2 separate regions of the Bombyx mori genome follow, and region 1 is linked to region 2. A link is a contact called in public Hi-C data. All regions are on one chromosome and are shown on one strand. Each heading gives the region's core, a stretch centred on a gene start, on an enhancer-like site or on the middle of the called end of the contact. The rest is flanking DNA. Distances are from core to core; before and after follow the strand shown. Region 1 holds the start of LOC101743885 (echinoderm microtubule-associated protein-like 2). Region 2 overlaps LOC101743885 (echinoderm microtubule-associated protein-like 2).

Region 1 (2,766 bases), core at 184-2,683, 57 kb before region 2:
TGCAATCAATTGGAAAGTTCTATGAATACAAACATTAAGCTAAAAGTTATGACCTATCATAGCACGAGTACGCCCGTTCAACATTCCCTGCCCCGGGCAATATGTTTGATTGTACATGTACATTGTTGCTACAATAAAAGTAAAAGTGATGATCTAAAACATTAAGCTTATGAAAGCTTAGATAATCCGTTCGTTTTCTGATAAAATTAAAGTGAAACCTCCTCTGTGACTGTCGCTAATAGTGCAACAAAAATTGTAATAAAGTGGCTAAAAAGTTATAAAAAAATACATAATAATTTGGCAAAGGAAAATCTGAACATTAAATTGTTTCTATTTCTAAAATTTGAATGTGAATTAATTCCAGAATCTTCTTCTCCGTAACCTTAATTAACGAACATCTTTCTATTATCTATTTTACTTGTTCAATATACCTATTTTCCTTAGATAGGTATTGGTTAGACCATGAAGACCTTACATACTTTTTTCTGTTAAATAACTATATAATTTGTAGGTATGTTCTAGCTTATTAGAATATAATAAGTAGCCTATTAGTAACATTAACACACTTTGTAGAATGTGCATGTTATTATCCGCAACATGCTTCGTCAGATTACAGAAATAAATTACAGAAATAAATCTGTTAAATTAACTAATCTGTAACCTATATTTTTTTAAATTTGTCTTTTTTTATTTTTAAACTGGTCGCTGACAATAGTGGCATCGTAAAAGAACGAATTGCCATTCTGGTTTTTTTTCTACCTAAGTTTGTAACCTAGGGGACTATGCCAGCATAACCGAGCCAGTAGGTTAGCGTTAGCTCACTCACCAGGCTTTAACCTGAGAACGTTGCTAACACTAGCCCTAGCAAGAGGAATTCCTCGCAGAATCTACTACCGGAATAAAGGAAGAAATCTACGGAAACTTCATGAACAAAGAAAGCCATATCTGTCTGATTGAAACCACAACAGTTTTACAATATATTTTATTATATTTTCTTCTGCTTCTTAACTATTTGGGATTCTATAACTGGCCATCTATCTCATATTAATTCTCCTGAGGAATGGTAAGGTTGAATTTGGCAAATCAAGATGCAATATTTTAGTTTCAGGAAAGTATATCTCATTCCCTGTGTTCAATGAAAAATAATAATTTAATGACAACTTAACAAAGTGTAAGTCGGTGCCGTACCTTTACAAATAAAAAAAAAAACCTTAATTACACGACCCATTGCTGCCGTTTTCTACACTTTAAACGAGAAAAACAATTTGAAATATGTAAGAAAGCCATTAATTTGCATTTAAGTTAATTACTACACGATAGTTAACTGTTACCAAATCAATTAATGCCAATAAAACCACTGATTACGTTATTTTTTGGAAATTTTATTTATCTCGTATTTCTCTCTGTCTTCACGCGTTCCATGTTTTCGTGGCGCTAGTAGCGTCATAAACGCCATCGTAAGTGCACGTCTCCATATTGCTCCGCGAATTAACAAAGTATTGTCGTGAATAATTCGTTTTTAATTCTATTCAAACGTATTTCGCATCACTGAAATATTGTGTTTTGAGTGTTCATTGACAAGTGTATAGTGGTGTTCAAGATTTAAACGTGATTTTTGTAACAACAATCTCGTTTTAAACTTGTATTCTCAACGGAAAGCGATCGTGTCGGATTCCGTTGATTCAGTACCATTGATACGGTGAGTCGGGTTTTGCTATGGTATTCTGTTCTTTCATGGTGGAATAACGGTGTCGGCAAACCATTGTTCTAAAGATAACAAAAGTAAGGAACGTAACAGCATTTGCAATTTTTTTTTATCTGTTTTGAAAATACCGTTCACATTGGTAGATTAGCGCGTGAGGCCAACGGTTTTTAGATAAATTTGCATATGTAAATATATTATTTACTCCAAGTTCCTTGATATCTAATTCAAACGATGTCCTTGTTTTTATAAAATAAGCATTGGCATTAACAAGATATTGATTTTAAATTTCATAAATAAAATTCGGTATACATAATAATATTATGTATTAACGATCCACTTTTATTGTATTTTTTTCTTTTCCCTACCTATGCTGATAGCCTTGAGAGGCTATTTCAGCTTCTCCTTGACGTGTAGGTGAGCTCACGGGGCTCAAACCGGGAGTGTTGCTAACACTGTCCCTAGCAAGAGCAGTGCTTCGCAGAATCTACCACCGGATCGGAAACGCAACCCATTGAGAAAATCCGGCGAGAAACTCAGTGGGCTGTGTCTATGGGTTGATTTACTCGTGGAGCCCTTCATGGGTTCAGAGAGGACGGTGACCGGTATTTGAGGTACCTAAAAGCACCGTTAATGGATCGGGAGGATCCGTAATAACGTGAATTTATTGTTAATATTAAGTATTAACATCGTGTTTTTACTACAATAAAATAACGTTCTAATTATTTGTGTACCTAAAAGGAGGTGGGTTATACTCGTACAAGCATCTTCATTTCATTTCATTCCATATGATCGTTTTTCATAAAAATAAGAATATTAATTAAAATAAGACATGACTTAAAGGTCTTAGTGACCAGGTCATAAAATCCCTTTTTTTTCTACCTATTTGTTAAATGTCAAATACTTAAACGACAAGCTGAAGGCCACTTCATTCATACTTCAGTCGAAAATAACGAATCATCATAAAACACAGGAGGCAAGCGTATTTTCTTTGAAAATATAATTTTACAATAATCACAACCAAAGTCATATGTAATACACATCCAATGTTAATTTCACGTATT
Region 2 (2,873 bases), core at 271-2,770:
GTATCTAGCGATGCACCGGTGTTCGAATCCCACAGGCGGGTACCAATTTTTCTAATGAAATACGTACTTAACAAATGTTCACGATCGACTTCCACGGTGAAGAAATAACATCGTGTAATAAAAATCAAAGCCACAAAATTATAATTTGCGTAATTATTGGTGGTAGGACTTCATGTGAGTCCGCACAGGAAGGTACCACCGCCCCGCCTATTTTACCGTGAAGCAGTAATGCGTTTCGGCTTGAAGGGTGGGGCAGCCGTTGAAACTATACTGAGACCTTAGAACTTATATCTCAAGGTGGGTGGCGCATTTGCGTTGTAAATGTCTATGGGCTCCAGTAACCACTTAACACCAGGTGGGCTGTGAGCTTGTCTACCCATCTAAGCAATAAAAAAAGCAATTTAACGAACCCCGACAAAGCATTAAAAATTACTAGTGCATACCTAATTATCGAAATTCCATCGTAATCACGTAGAACATCTAAAGACTTAAATTCTTTTTAAATATATTGCATAATATCTTTGGCCTTTTAGTCATTGTTAAGAAAACAAAACTGCCTCTAAAATTTTTATTGGCAACATTAAAACTTATCAATATGTATTGAACAAAGGAAAAAGAATCGGTTGACAAACAAAGGGGTACTTACTTGGTACTTTATTATCTTTGTCTATTTATTAAAATTACGTGGTTGTAATGTATTATAGATTTCAATGCGACCATTTTTAGGACAATATTCTTTTGTATTTCTGATCTAAAAGACTCTGTCTAGAGATCGAGACCACGAGATAAGTAAATCATTATCTTCGTCGTATTTTGATGTGTGTGTTTTACTGGTGGTAGGACGTCTTGTGAGTCCGCACGTGTGGGTACCACCACTCTTATCTATTTCTGCCGTGAAACAGTAATGCGTTTCGATTTGAAGGGCCGGGCAGACGTTGTACTGTAAAAATTGAAACCTTAGAACTCATGTCTCAAAGTAGGTGGCGGCATTTACGTTGTAGATGTCTATGGGCTCCGGTGACCACTTAACATTTGGTGGGCCGTGAGCTCGTCCACCTACGCTTTTTTTGTACAATAAAATAATTTTTGTTTAAACTATTTTTAATGCAAATTTATTAAAATTTATTTTCTATTTTTTATGTTGGATTTTCTATAAATGCGATTTATTAGTTTTTTTAACTATTATTTATTTTTCATTTTTTAGTTGAATTTCAATTTTTTCAATATACATTTTTTAATTTCTTTTTTAATATTGAATTGTCATCGATCATTAATAAGTATACCAAAATTTCGAGTTAATCCAACGTTTTGAAGGTGGTCAAAATCATGTTCAAAGATTCCGTTACAAACATACATACGTCTGAAGCTAATAAAAGCGTATTAAAAATTTAAAAAAATCTAATTAAAAATAAATCGATTTCAGATGAAATGCTAGAAGGCGAAGGGGCGGGTCTAGCAGCTCGCGTGGCCGAGCTTGAGGTCCGCTGCGCCAGACAGGCTGAAGAACTACTCTGCCTACGGTCCACCCTCGCTGATGCTCTGAGGAGACTCAACGCTTTAGAAGGCAGAGCTCCACCACCCTCCACGGGTACACAGAGAAACGGAACGTATACAGGTGAGATTTGACTACATCGGTGCTTAGTGCGAGTTTTTTAACATTCTCGATAACGTAAAAGTCAACTCATTTTGTATGCAGTTGGAACAGCGCCCCTAACGGCAAACGTAGGCAAACTTTTCAACTCCATACACATTTAAGTTAACTTTTACGTTATCGAAAACGTTAAAATACTCACACTAAGGACACAGGTATGTTTCTTTATTGGCATACGTGTAACGAAGCCCATAAGAGTAAATATTTTGAGAGTTTTATTAATTAATATATATATTTTTAATATAAACGAAAATCGCATTCGAGTTTCCACTAATCACAATAAATTCATAGCTTTCAAATGCGTAAACCGAAATATTATAATCAGATTGTGCGCTTACTCCAATATCGAGGCTTTCTATTAAATTTAATGATCAATTACTTATTACTAGTGGCCCCACAGTAGTCGAAATTCGACTATAATTAATTTAAATTATAAGTATTTAAACATTATTATAGTTCTATTGTCAAACACTATTATACGACTTCTATAATAAAATCTAATCTATAACTGATTTCGCCAAAACTACACCATAGATAAATAATATTAAAGACAAACCATATTAGTCTATTCTCGATTTGACCACAGTCTTTATACAATAACAAAAGTTTCACAATTGACAATAAACAATTTCTGCCGTGAAGCAGTAATGCGTTTCGGTTTGAAGGGTGGGGCAGCCGTTGTAACTATACTGAGACCTTACAGCTTATATCTCAAGGTGGGTGGCGCATTTACGTTGTAGATGTCTATGGGCTGCAGTAACCACTTAACATCAGGTGGGCTGTGAGCTCGTCCACCCATCTAAGCAATATTGTATTTATATGTATGTGTTGTGTCAAATAGATGGTGGTGTGTGTAATGTTTTTTTTTATTGATTTAATGTATTTATTGTGCGTAATTAAAAAAAATTAGCATTCTGCACTTATTCTCTATATTCTCTATAAGTTTGGGAAATTTCATACTCCTCCGTCCGCGCAATTTTCGTAAAAGGGGGTACAAAGTTTTTGCTTCACGTATTAATTACTTACTAGAGGTCCCGCAGTAGTCGAAATTCGACTATAATTAATTGGAATTGTAAGTTTGTACACTATTATGATTGTATTTTATACTTCTATAACCATTAGATTTAGAGGAAGAGGTAGACCTAAGAAGAAATGGATGGATTGTGTGAAAGACGATATGGGTAGGAGGGGAGTGAGCGAAGAAGTGGTATGTGATAGAAGA

Evidence for each region. Hi-C and Micro-C count contacts between places; a contact is called where the count stands out from the background.
Region 1: a contact with region 2 is called in a Hi-C map of midgut, with 1.7 times the contacts expected there. The contact joins the promoter of LOC101743885 here to the enhancer-like site in region 2. A contact is called at or near these places in 3 of 7 Hi-C or Micro-C datasets (midgut and whole pupa).

The regions. Positions count from the first base shown.
Region 1 is chr18:13,568,056-13,570,821 of ASM3026992v2, reverse strand. It overlaps LOC101743885 (echinoderm microtubule-associated protein-like 2), which reads left to right and starts at 1,433. Exons shown (of 19, transcript XM_038017309.2): 1 at 1,433-1,699.
Region 2 is chr18:13,511,243-13,514,115 of ASM3026992v2, reverse strand. LOC101743885 (echinoderm microtubule-associated protein-like 2) reads left to right here. Exons shown (of 19, transcript XM_038017309.2): 3 at 1,424-1,615. Among protein-coding and RNA genes, the nearest start is that of LOC134200591, 16 kb to the right of the region's middle. Within about 2 kb of position 1,520, at least 3 of the 8 cell types and tissues checked have open chromatin away from gene starts, as enhancers often do.